Regions from separate parts of the Pan troglodytes genome. Here all the other regions are linked to region 2. A link is a contact called in public Hi-C and HiChIP or PLAC-seq data. All regions are on one chromosome and are shown on one strand. The core of a region is the stretch at or near the end of the contact, and the rest is flanking DNA. Distances in the headings are between cores, read along the strand shown. Region 1 holds the start of BPHL (biphenyl hydrolase like). Region 2 holds the start of NQO2 (N-ribosyldihydronicotinamide:quinone dehydrogenase 2). Region 3 holds the start of SERPINB1 (serpin family B member 1).

What was found. A called contact is a pair of places that touch in the nucleus more often than the background predicts. HiChIP or PLAC-seq counts read pairs in DNA pulled down with a chosen protein or histone mark.
Region 1: an H3K4me3 HiChIP or PLAC-seq map of stem cell-derived excitatory neurons shows a contact between it and region 2, with 2.1 times the contacts expected there. The contact joins the promoter of BPHL here to the promoter of NQO2 in region 2. A contact is called at or near these places in 1 of 7 Hi-C or Micro-C datasets (stem cell-derived neural progenitor cells) and 1 of 1 datasets of contacts at active chromatin or transcription factors (stem cell-derived excitatory neurons).
Region 3: a Hi-C map of stem cell-derived neural progenitor cells shows a contact between it and region 2, with 8 times the contacts expected there. The contact joins the promoter of SERPINB1 here to the promoter of NQO2 in region 2. A contact is called at or near these places in 5 of 7 Hi-C or Micro-C datasets (blood, induced pluripotent stem cells, a lymphoblastoid cell line and 1 more), 1 of 1 datasets of contacts at active chromatin or transcription factors (stem cell-derived excitatory neurons) and 1 of 1 other capture datasets (stem cell-derived neural stem cells).

Annotation. Positions count from the first base shown.
Region 1 is chr5:9,067,259-9,071,865 of NHGRI_mPanTro3-v2.0_pri, forward strand. BPHL (biphenyl hydrolase like) reads left to right here and starts at 2,242. Exons shown (of 8, transcript XM_009450409.4): 1 at 2,242-2,448; 2 at 3,171-3,391. The coding sequence starts at 3,336.
Region 2 is chr5:8,932,500-8,936,744 of NHGRI_mPanTro3-v2.0_pri, forward strand. NQO2 (N-ribosyldihydronicotinamide:quinone dehydrogenase 2) reads left to right here and starts at 2,007. Exons shown (of 9, transcript XM_024357009.3): 1 at 2,007-2,091; 2 at 3,594-3,776. It also overlaps the pseudogene LOC107975031.
Region 3 is chr5:8,785,776-8,790,004 of NHGRI_mPanTro3-v2.0_pri, forward strand. SERPINB1 (serpin family B member 1) reads right to left here and starts at 2,204. Exons shown (of 7, transcript XM_003311015.7): 1 at 1,961-2,204; 2 at 555-730. The coding sequence starts at 722.

The sequences.
Region 1 (4,607 bases), core at 992-3,491, 130 kb after region 2:
CCAAAACTCCCCTCTGCCCCTTCTCAGCTGTGTTACCCAGGCCTTGCTTCCTAACCTTTCGCCATCATTATCCAAGTATAGAGTCCTGAAATTGAGCGGCTCAAAACTCCCCTCTGCCCCTTCTCAGCTGTGTTACCCAGGCCTTGCTTCCTAACCTTTCGCTGTCATTATCCAAGTATAGAGTCCTGAAATTGAGCAGCTCAAAATTACTTTTCAGCTGTGTTACCTAGGGCTTGCTTCCTAACCTTTCTTAGCCTCAGTTGCCTCATCTATAAATGAAGAGTGCAATAGCACAGAAGGCTGATGTGAAGATTAAAGAAATATGATGCATCGTAAGGTGCCTGGCACAAAAATGGCAGTTTTTTTAAACTGTACAATCTTGCTATATATAAAGAACTGGTTGTCAGGTATGTTACTTAAAAATAGTGACACCACGCTGGACGCGGTGGCGCACACCTGTAATCCTAGCACTTTAGGAGGCTGAGGCGGGTGGATCACCTGAGGTCAGGAGTTTGAGACCAGCCTGGCCAACATGGCAAAACCTCGTCTCTACTAAAATTACAAAAATTAGCCGGGCATGGTGGCGGGTGCTTGTAATCTCAGCTACTCAGGAGGCTGAGGCAGGAGAATTGCTTGAACCTGCGAGGCAGAGGTTACAGTGAGCTGAGATTGCGCCATTGCACTCCAGCCTGGGCAACAAGACCAAAACTCCGTCTCAAAAAAAAAAAAAAAAAATTGTGACACCAATAACCTAAAACTCAGTGCTACCGTTTTTTATTAGCACAAGGGTAACTGGTGTTGAAACTGTACAGACAGCTATTTTTATCATTTCTGAGATGAAACCCCAATCAACATATCAGGAAAAAAGGAAATACTGACCTCACCAAAGATTTCTGAAAGTCAAATGATATTAAACTCAAACATTATATATGTCTCTTTCCTTTTATGCAGGAATTAATGTGATAGATTTATGTTGAGAGTAGAATATGAAAACTTTTGCATAGTCTGTATTTAGGCCAAAACTGCCTTTACTACTCAAGAAAGCCCAATGGGCCAGTGAGGACACTGCAGGTGACAGAAATTTCTATGAGTGTAACACCTACAAGCACTGTGCTCACAGGACTGACTGTTACACCAAAAAGGTCTCTTGGAGGAAAAGAAATGCAATATGCAAAGAAGCTGTTGTCTCCAATTATTCAAGCCAAGGCTACAACAGTAGCCACAAATCTGCCAGTTATTTCCAATTAAGGCAGAACGATTGACTTAAAAAGAAATAGTTGTTTTTTTTCTCCACTGAGATTTCAATTAGATAATGTCTATAACCTTTATAAAGCTGCAATTATACAGCCAAAAGAAAAAAATTAATTGTGGTAAAACATACATAAAACTTACCACTTAAACCACTTTTAGGTGTGTAGTTCAGTGGCAGTAAGTACACTCACAATGTAATGCAGGCATCACCAAAATCCATCCCCAGGACTTTTTCATCTCTCCAAACTGAAACTCTGTCCCCATGAAACACCAACTTTCCATTCCCCCTTCCACCAGCCCTCAACAACCCCCATTCTATTTTCTGTCCCTATAAGTTTGACTCCTCTAGGTACCTTATTATATAAGTGGAATCACACAGTATTTGTCTTTTTTTGACTGGCTTACCTCCCTCAGCATAGTGTCCTCCAGGTTCATCCATGTAGTAGCAAGTGTCAGAATTTCGTTCTTTGTTCAGGCTAAAAAACGTTCCCTTGCATGCACAGACAACATTTTGCTTATCCATGTATCTGTTTTTGGACACTTAAATTGCTTCCACCCTTTTGGCTATTGTGAATAGTGCCGCTGTCAACGTGAGTGTAAAAACATTTCTTCTTGTACACCCTGTTCTAAATTCTTTTGGGTTATATACCCAGAAAAGAAAATGCTGGATCATATAACTGATTTGTTGAGGAACCGCAGTATTGTTCATCACAGTGGCTGCACCATTTTACATTCCCAACAGCAATATACAAGGGCTTCAATTTCTCTACATCTTCACCAACACTAATTTCTGGGGGTTTTGCTAGTAGCCATCCTAATGGGTGTGAAGTGGTATAAACAAAATTTAGATCCCATCATCTCTGAAAAGCAAATACACTTCCTAGTACTAGTCAGTACTAGATAGGTGCACAGCGTTTAGAACTTTACTTGATCCAACATAGCAGCCTGCCTAGAGCCGGAGCCCCGCCCACTCCGGAGCCCCGCCCACTCCGGAGCCCCGCCTGGACGCCCACGCAGCGAAGGCGCTATGGCTGGCGGCCTCGCCTCCTGGAAAAGCCATGGTCGCTGAGGCGACGAGCGAGGGCGGGGCAGCGCCGACGGGGACACTCGTCCCGGGAGCCAGAGCCAGCACCGAGAGGGGACGGTCTACGCGGGTGCCGGCCGTTCCAGGACTGCGAAACCACGAGCCGAGTTTCGGTCGCCCATGGGAAAGCACCCGGCAGGGCGTGGCTTCGGGGCGGGGCGGGCAGAGGGCGGAGCAGGATGGAGAGGCGAGATGGGCGGAGCAGAGGGCGTGGCTTCGGGGCAGAGTGGGCCGGGTACCGCGCTTGGTCTTAGCGCATGCGCGCTCCCGGCAGCTACGCGACCTGTGACCATGGTGGCTGTGCTGGGCGGCCGGGGCGTGTTGCGCCTGCGGCTGCTGCTCTCAGCGCTGAAGCCCGGGATCCACGTCCCACGGGCCGGACCCGCGGCCGCGTTCGGGTAATGGCGGCCACCTCGCCCCGGGGATCCCCAGCATCGGCGCGCTCGAGGGGCGGCGGGAGGGGCGCGTGCCGACAGCAGGAGTTCCCGGCGCGCGGGCACGGGGCGTGGGCGCGGCCTGGCTGCCCTGTCGCCCTTTGTGCCGCGAGACCCCGATCCTGGGGGCCAGCCGCGCTTGGTGCTCGAGCCCCTCGATCGTGCATGCGCCTCGGTCAGCCTCAGTTCAAGGAGTCTGGAGCCGTGGAGGCTTGGGCTATAGAGTGCAGCCCCTTCAGTGTGCAGACCAGAGAGACCCAGGGAGATACATTTGCCTGTAGTATGGACTCACCCGTGACGGAGCACGGACTAGAATCCCAACGCCCTCATTAGTCCATTGCTCTGTCCAGAGTCCACACTAAGGGCATAAGGACAATAATCTCTTCTTTCTCTTATGTCAGAAATCAGCCTGAGCCTGAGTACCGCTAAGGCTTTAATCACGGGCCCCGAGAGCCCTAAGTCTTCTCTTTGCTTGCTGATCTTAATGTGCAAAAGAATCACGTTGGGAACTGAAAATTCAGAATCCTGGGCCTCACTCCCAGAGGATCTGATCTACATGTGTGGAGATGCCCAGGAATCTGCTTTATTCTCTTTTGTCCTCCCACCTGTCCCCCCATTTCAGGTAAAACAATAACAAAAAAACTGGATTAATTTCTGACCTTCTGTCTTGAAAATGGATACTCTTGGTCCCAAGAGATACTGGGCAGAAATGTGGATAGAGCGGCATGAAGCTTGTTTTACTTTATTCTCTACATACATCCCTACACACATGCAAACACACGTATACAACGAACGTACACAGTGCATGTGCGCAGTTGACTGTTGATGGGCTACTTTCATAAAGTCAGTACTAGATAAATACACAGCGTTTAGAACTGTACTTGATCCAACATAGAAACTTTTAGTTTGAAAACTTGATTTAGAAGGAGAAAAGAGGGCAAATCTGACCAGCTTTTAAAATTTCATATTGCAATTGACTAGCTCCTTTAATTTTAGAATTATTATAAGATGGTCAGGGCTATTTTGATAGATGGAAAAACATGTTACTGGCTACAGCTGTATAAATTAACAGTGAAAATGATTATTTTTTCCAGTTTCCTGTCTGCAGAAAGGCATCGAAATAAGTTACTGTGATTGTACCAATATAGTTCTTTTTTTTTTGAGACTGACTCTCGCTCTTTTGCCCATGCTGGAGTGCAGTGTTGTGATCTCGCTCACTGCAACCGCTGCCTCCCAGGTTTAAGCGATTCTCGTGGCCTCAGCCTCCCGAGTAGCTGGGATTACAGGTACCTGCCACCATGGCCGGCTAATTTTTGTGTTTTTAGTAGAGATGGGGTTTCACCATGTTGGGCAGGATGGTCTTGATCTCCTGACCTCGTGATCCTGACCTCGTGATCCACCCACCTGGGCCGCCCAAAGTATCGGGATTACAGGTGTGAGCCACCACACCCGGCCGATCCTAAGCTATCTTAACTGTAGAAATGAATTTCTCAGAGGAATAGGGCAGTAATCATAATAAGTAAATGGCAGGGTCAGTATTGCCATTGCTTGGTGGCTTCATTGATGCCCCTTTAATAATATTTCTGTAGATAAGGAGCTTATAGTTTGGTCAGACCTTATTACTACCCAATTCTGTCTTTTATTTTTCCAGAAATGGTGTGTTAAGATTAGATGTACCTGTATTCAACACATCTGTTTCCACGTTTGTTTCTTTTTTACTTGAGACTGGCAAATAAGATTAAACCAAAAGATAAAACAGGACCTCATTTTTTCAAAAGGGCTGTGTTTCAGTTATCCTTTGACTAAGGGCAGAGGTAGGGGTAGGGAGTATGTAGAAG
Region 2 (4,245 bases), core at 757-3,256:
GACTCCTCCCACCTAACCATTCCCTCAATACCTCAATACACACACTCCTTTCTTTCCCAAGTCTATTGCCTCTTCCAAAAGCAATGTAAGATCCGCCCAAGAACAGTGGGGAGTTCTTATCCTTTCCGTTACCTAAGCAACCTGAGGGCAAAGACCTTTAGATCACCGGCAGTGCTGTTCTTTGGGTAACTTGATCTTTGCTTATCAGCTTTAATAACTTTATTATAAGAAATACCCAGCCTTGATGAAGTATCGATGACTCACTAACTGTGGTGTAACTAATTGTTTCATTCATTCTACAAACTTTTTTTTTTTTTTTTGAGACGGAGTCTCACTCTGTTGCACAGGCTGGAGTGCAGCGGCGCGATCTCAGCTTACTGCAACTTCCACCTCCTAGGTTTGAGCGATTCTCCTGCCTCAGCCTCCTGAGTAGCTGGGATTACAGGCGCGTGCCACCACACCCGGCTATTTTTTGTATTTTTAGTAGAGACGAGGTTTCACCATGTTGGTCAGGCTGGTCTCAAACTCCTGACCTCGTGATCTGCCCACCTTGGCCTCACAAAGTGCTGGGATTACAGGCATGAGCCACCGCGCCTGGCCTCATTCTACAGACTTTTATTCTGCACTCACTATAGGCTGGGAGCTACACTAGGGCCTGGGGACATGAAGACAGGCGACACGGTCCCTGGGCTCAAGATGCCAGACAGATGTGCAAACAAGTGAAATCTGATGTGATATGTGCTTTAGTGGTGCTAAGGATAAAAGGATAAGTGTTCAGAAAAAGTAGCAACAATATGTCTGACTGGGAGAATCAAGAAAGGTGTCATAGAGTCCCTAACACTTGAGCTGAGAATGAGAAAGAGCGTGAGCTGGCCAGGTGACACACAGAGCATATTCCAACCTAGGAGACTGGGAAATGGGCCAAAATATATACGTTTGAGGAAACAAATAGCTTACTATATAATTAAATATGAGGCAGTTTAGACTGGGCCCTTATGGATAAGTCACACCCATAAGTTTTATTTCATCTTACAGGCAGTGGAGAGCCTCTGGAGGATTCTGAGCTTCGTGGTCTCATCATCAGAGTTATGTATGGCAACCATCCCAACCTTTTTGGCACCAGGGAGGGGTTTTGTGGAAAACTATTTTTCCTTGGACAGCAGAGGATGGTTTCGGGATGATTCAAGCATATGACACTTCTTGTGCACTTTATTTTCAGTGGGAGCCCTGAGCTGGTTTTCCTGCAACTATCTGGCCCCATCTGGGGGTGATGAAGACAACGGCAGATTATCAGGCATTAGATTCTCATAAGGAGCGCACATCCTAGATCCCTTATGTGTGCAGTTCACAGTAGGGTTTGTGCTCCTATAAGAATCTAATGCTGCCTGATCTGATAGGAGGCAGAGCTCTGGTGGTAATGCAAGCAATGGGGAGCAGCTGCACATACAGATAAAGCTTCACTAGCTCACTCACTGGTGGCTCACCTCTTGCTCTGTGTCCTGGTTCCTAACAGGCTACAGACCAGTCAGGTCTGTGGCCCGGGGGTTGGGAACTCCTGGTGTATGCAAAAGACTACTCTGCAGCAATGTGGACAAATAGCATGAGGGTGAGCTGTCAGGGGAGACAGGCACACATGGCAGAGCTGTTTAAAAAGGAGGATAGACGACCAGGCACAGTGGCTCATGCCAGTAATCCCAGCACTTTGGGAGGCAGAGGCAGGCGGATCACGAGGTCAGCAGTTCAAGACCAGCCTGGCCAACATGGCAAAACCTCATCTCTGCTAAAAATACAAAAATTAGCTGGGCGTGGTGACATGCGCCTGTAATCCCAGCTACTCAGGAGGCTGAGGCAGGAGAATCACTTGAACCCGGGAGGCAAAGATTGCAGTGAGCCGAGATCGTGCCATTGCACTCTAGCCTGGGCAACACAGCAAGACTCTGACTGGAAAAAAAAAAAAAGGAGGATAGACAGGGCTTGGGGATTGGTGGATGGGTAGATAAGGAAGGAGGAGTCTAGCATGACTCTCAGACTACTGACTTGGACCAGCAGGGGAATGGCTGTGACAATAAATAAGATTGGGAAAACAAAAAGGTGAGCAAATTTAGAGGAGAAAATGAATTTCATTTTTGGCATGGTGTGGAAGGCTCGGGAGAGAGGTCTAGGCACCAGATGTCAACGTGAGGTGAAATGGATATAGCTGAAGTCAAGGGTGTGGTGAGGTTTTGCAGGGAGAGCAGGGACCTCCAGCAAGGCCAGTGCATAAGGGAGAATAGAGAAAAAAAGAACTAGAAAAAGACAAGGAGAGGCCAGAGAGGTGTGGAAAGAACCAGGGAAGACAGTTATTCACAACAAACAAAAGAGGGGAGAGTTTTAGAGAAGGAACTGAGCAGTTTGGGGCTCCAGGTGGGGCAGGAGTGGGTGGCCACGGTTGAGCGGCAGTGGCCTTCAAATTGGTCTGGGTAGGTTCTAATGGGTCAGATTGGTCAGTCCTTTCCAGGACACTGAAGGCTGCAGAGGTGTGACTGGATGCTGGTGGAGGGATGCATGGCGGGGAAGCTGAGTCAGATGCTGAAATCCTCCAAGCATGCGCCTGAAATGACCAAGGAAATGAAGGCGGAGGCTGCTGTCGCCTGGTGGCCTGGGAAGGGCCAAGAGCCAGGGAGCTGGAGGGAGGAGAGAACGTGCGACCTCAGCACGGAGCACTGTAGGGGAGGCGGGGCTCGAGGGAGATGGCGCCGCGCTCCCCGATGAACAGAGAAAGCGACAGGGTGAGTCGCAGGGCACAGTGTGGGATGAGTCACCGACAGCAAGGCATGGACTCCGGGAAGAAGGGGGAGACGAGCCGGGAAAGACTTGCATCGGGGATGTGAGCTGAGCTGCACCCAGACAAAAGCGGCTCGGGGCTCCTGAAAGCAGCGGGCACCGCCGGTCCTGCCAAGGGGCTACTTCCTGCGCGGAGTAGGAGAGTAGGAGACCCCAGGCCAGTCCCAATCCCCGGCCCGTCCGGGATGAGGGGGGCTGCGGGAGCTGCGGGGGCCTCCGCCGGGGAGGACGGTTCCAGGGTCCCTCGGCCGCCGCCCACTCCCGGGGGCGTTCCTTCCTCCCAGCTGCGCCCGGAGCGCCTGCTGCCTGGCAAGAGCCCGCCCCTCTGCGCCCAGCCCGCTGCAGCGGAGGGCGCCTGGGTGCCCTCGCCCGAGCCAGCAGCCCACGGTCGGCGCCGCACTGCCCCCTGGTGGCGGAGCGCTCCCGCGACCCGGCTCGCCACGCCTGGGAGGGGTCCAGGAGGACGCGGCTGGGGCCTGGGGGCTCTCAGGGTGGGGCCTTAGGGGATGAGGCTGGGGCCCGCGGGAAACCGGGCTGGGGCGAGAAGGCTCGCAGGACTTCTTGCCACAGAATGTTTCGATGCTGTTTTTAATTCTGCAAATGTAAGCCTTTCCACTTTAAGTCCAAGCTCAGCGCAGAGGACTGTTCTATAATACATACAATTTAGTTTAAAAATGTTGCAAATGTTAACGGGTGTCCTTGTCACAAACTCAAGCAATCCAGTATTATAGAAAGCAAAGAATGAAATGTGCTTCTTCTTTCTCCCCCAGACGCCCTTGCATACATTAAGATATGTATATATGGAAATGTTACCGGGAGTCCCGGTTATCCCAAAAAGGATTGTTTCCTGTTGTGTGGTGAGGCCAATGCACGAAACCGAAAGGGAGTGTGTCAAGCAGTGCAGGCTTTATTCAATGGCTCTGGAATTGGAAGATCTGAAATCAACTTAGCTGGTGAGAGCTGGGAAGTTACAGAGGTAGGGTGTCTTTAATGAAGGGGCTGGGCATTAAGAGCACGGGGGGGAATATTCATGCTTTTCTTGGGAAAGAACGGAGATTTTTCCCGGAATCAAGGAACCCCTTTTTTTCTGTCCCTTCTTGGTCTCTTCCAGTCGTTGTCATGGCGACTGTCAATTGTCACGGCGCTGGTGGGAGTGTTGTTTAGCATGAGAACTGGATGATAATAAAGCCAGAGGCTCGTCAGAGGCGCCATCTTGGATTTCGCCAGCTTCAGCTGGTTTCGTCCCAAGAAGGAACTTCAAAACACAGGCATTGTTTTTCCTGAAAATAAGCAGAGTTAAAGCTGAGTAGGAATTTAGCTCTGTCCCATATGCTATCGCGTTGGGCAGCAAAAGCAGGGTGGGGTCCAGCGAAATCAGCAGGCACTGCAATGAGTAACATACCCAGCTACGTTTATGCAGCA
Region 3 (4,229 bases), core at 954-3,453, 150 kb before region 2:
CATGCTATGCCACAGCCCACTGAGCCATGCTCAGCACCCTGGGACTACAGAACCACAGGGTCACTTTTTCTCTTTTCCTTGCAAAAAAGCAATGCCACTATCTCCACTATAATGCATTCCCTATGTCTTATTCCTCTCATTATGCTTGAAAGTAGTGTTATGTAACAGGCAATATTTATGAGTTGCATATCATCATATGCAAAGCAAAAACTGGAAGCTGCTAGCTCAGGAGGATGTAGCATGCCTTTCGGGAAAGCTGTCAGATTCATCCACTGGAACAGAAGCCTCGCCCTGCAGGGATTTTTGTCAGCTTTGCTCACTGCTGTCTCCTCAGCAATACGAAAAACAGTTCCTGGTACGTGGTAGGTACTTAGGAAAAACCTGATGATGAATGAAAGCCTGCATACAAGTGTGACTTTTCTGAAAGTCTGATCTCATAAAAATACAGTTCTGAAAACACAAGGTAAGAGCTCAAAGGCACAACCTTTCCATGCAGACTGTCCATTCGTAGGGAGATGGGAGGAAAGCAGACCCCTTTTTTTGTTTCTGCTGACCTTGGACAGCTGTGCTGCCGTGTTACCTCTGGTCCCCAGAAAAACCATGGCCATAGCAGATGAAATGCTGAAGGGAGAGATGAAGATGTTTCCAGCCGGGTTGTTCTCACTCAACGCCAGGAACAGGTCCAAGGCGAAGCGGGTGTTTGCTGAGCTCAGCTGCTCCATGGTGAAAACTGCAACACAGAACAGGGTCCCCATGGTGCCCACTGCCCACGCCAGCAGATTAGGCAGCACTATTTCTCCAGAAGCTTCCTCAATTTCTGCCAACCGCCCTGAGGCATCCTGGATCTTGTACTTTCTCCCCGCTTTTTTATTCCAGCAGGGCAAGAACACTTTCCCAGGCCCACAAATGTGGAACTATTCTGGCCAAGGACTCCGCAGTTACAGGGGATTTTAGGGCACCCAGGGTGCCCTAAAGGGCTCTGACCTTGCAGACAGGTGAGTCTGGGGGTGGGGTGGGGGTCAGGCAGGCCCCAGCCACCCCAGCTTTAGCGGGGTGGGAGGATCCACCCAGCCCTGGGTCCTCCCAACCTATGTGTGGGAGCGCACGTGCTTCTGAGCCTTTGATTCAAGTCTCTGATTCATTGGGCAATGAATCCATTGCCTACCTTCACCTGAACTAAGAGCCTTCTATCAGAGACTCAGCTACCTACTATGCATTAAAACTCCAGCAAAGGTATCACTGTAATTATTATAATAATATAATTCTTCCTTATTTTTGAGGTTCAAAAGGTATGAGGTCCAGTGCCCACAGTCTCAGAGCCGGTGTAGGATGTGCCAGTTTGGAAACCCACCACAGTCCAGGGTCTGGCGGTGCAGCGTCCCATCCGCCACCCACTAGCCCATCTCGATCTCCACTCTCAGAGCCCTGATTTCCCCCGAGGACAGGCAAAGAAGAACTGTGCTGGCTGCTCGGCATGTAAGCACAGAGCTGATTTCTCCTTGTCGTGAAATCGTCTCTAGAATCGCACGGGGTTCCTCCTCTCTCTCCCTGCAGCTGCAGATAGGAGCCGCGGCTTGGCCCTGGGCTGCCTGGAAACTGTCACAAACAGCTCTGGGGGGAAGGGAATTCAGGGAGAAGGGACAACATTCTGATCTCAGGTTTCAGTCTTGCCTTCCGCCTGCATCTGTCGTCCTTCCTCCCTCCCTCCCTCCCTCCCTCCCTCGCAGGCTGGCCCGGCCTGTACCCAGGCGGGGGCGGGGGATCAGAGGTCTTCTGTCTCAGACGGGGCGCCCGGAAGGGATGGGGGCGCGAAGCTGGCGGGGAGGCGGAGCGCAGGGAGCTGCGGGTCTGATGGGCCTGAGCCTGGGGGGTGGTGGGTGCTGGGCTGGAAGCTGAGCGAGGGAGCCTGGCCTCTCCCCGCAGCCCGCCCCCGCGCCACCGCTCCGAGGCCCGGCCTTACCCGATAGGCCGCCGAGGCACGCTCCGGGCTCCGAGCTGGGTGCGAGGTCAGGAAGGAGGCACCAAGGGCCGCTGCTCTTATAGCATGCGGAAGTGTCACCCGGGCCAGCAGCCGCGGGCGGGGCGGCGGCCCTTCCCGGTGACTGCGTAGGAGTCCGAGCTCCCGAGGTTGCCTAAGTGCAAGCAGAAGTGAGCGTGGCTTCCGGGCAGCGCCCTCCTCAGGGGAGCGGCGCCTTTCTCAGTTCAAAGCCTTTCCCCGAATCTCTGGCAAGGACCTGAAAAGCTTTTTCTTACTAAGGTGTGAATGACTGAGACGACATATTGTGACACCTCTTAGAGGGCAAATGACTCCCTTTGAGTCCCATCTATATTGGGAGCTTTCTTTGAGAGAAGGAAGCAAATTTGGGGATCTTGCACAGGGAAAAAGAGGGGCCCCCCAGAATCAGATGAAACAGAACCAGTTCCAAACACCTGCTCTGTGTTTCCAAGATGACAGCTTGCTGCTGCGTCCTCAATGGTGGAAAGTGGAAGGGCAAAAGGGGCCAAATCTCATGTGAAGTCTCTCGTATAAGGGGCCAATCCCATTCATGAGGAAGGTGCCCTCATAATCCAATCACCTCCTAAAGGCACCACCTGTTAGTATTGCATTGAGGATTGTTTCAGCATGAATTTTGCAGGGAACACAGACATTCAAAGCATAGCATTCTGCCCCGGCCCTCCAAATTCATACCCCTCTCACATGCAAAATGCATGCATTGTATCCCAGTGGCCTCCAAAGTTCCAGTATCAACTTTAAAATGTAAGTCCAAAGTGTCACCTAAATATCTTCTAAATTAGAAAGGCATAAGATTCAAAGTACAATTCATCCTAAGTGAAATTCCCCTCCAGCTATGAGCCCGTGAAATCAAATAGGTTACAGGCCTTCAAAATACAGTGGTGAGACAGGCATAGGACGTACATTCCCATTCCCAAAGGGAGAAGCAGGCAAGAAGAAAGGAGTATCTGGTCCCAAGTAAGTCCAAACCCAACAAGGCAAACAGCATTAAATCTTGGGGCTTCAGAATAATCTTCTTTGATGCTGTGTCCCCCATTCCGAGCACATGGGGGTGGGGACTGGGTCCCCTAGGGTCCAGGGGATCCACTCCCATGGATTTGCCAGGTGCAACACATGCAGCAGCTCTCACAGGTTGAGGTCTAGGCTCTCCCAGGATAGACTTGCATGCTGGTGGCTGGACAGTTCTGGGTTCTCAGGGACAGCCCTGTTCCCACAGCTCCACTAGATATTACTCTAGTTGGGGCTCTCTGCAGTGGCCCCAATCCCACTGCTCGACTAAACATTGCCCTAGTGAGGGTTTTCTGCAGCAGCCTCACCTCAGTGACAATTCTCAGACTGGGCCCCCAGGGTCCCCAACACATCCTTCAAAATCTAGGTGGAGGTGGCTGTGTCTCCACAGTTCGTGCACTCTGTGCACCTGCAGAGTTAGCATCACGTGGACTCTGCCAAGGCTTACAGGAAGGGTGGCCTGACAAGGGCCTGCATAAGCCACACCTGGGATGGTGGCCAAAGAGTGCTGCACCAGAATGTGGGGGGTGGGGGGGCAGAGACTTGAGGCAGCCCTAGGCAGCAAGCCCCAAGGTTCCATGGTGTCCTGAGTCCTCCCTTAAAACTATTCTGCCCTCAGGGTCCTGGCACTCTGGGACAGGGATGAGAATCCAGCACCAGTAACCTCAGAAATGCCTTTGGGTTCATTCTTCCATTGTCTTGATAAATAGCATCTGGCTTCCTTCTACACATACTCATCTCATTATCAAATGTGAACCTGGCAGCGCTCTTGGTGTTCCCTCCCAAACATGCCTTTTCATTCTTTACATGGCCAGGCTGAGAATTTTCCAAAACTTTAAGCTCTGCTTCCCTCTTGATTATAAACTTCGTCTTTAATTCATTCTCTCTGCTCACATTTTACTACAAGCAGTCAAGAGAAGCCATGCTGCACTCTCAACGCTTTGCTCAGAGATTTCTTCCATCAAATATCCTAGTTTATTGCCTTTAAGTTCTGCCATTCAGAAAACACTAGGACATATACACAATTCAGCCAAGTTCATTGCCACTGTGTAACAAGGATGACCTTTCCTCCAGTTTCCTTTTAAGATCTCATCAAAAGTGTCTTTACCATCTATACTTCTAACCGCATTCTGATCAAGACCAGACCACTTAATTAATCTCTAAGATGATTTAGGCTCTCCCTACAGTTCTCCTTGTCTTCTGAGCC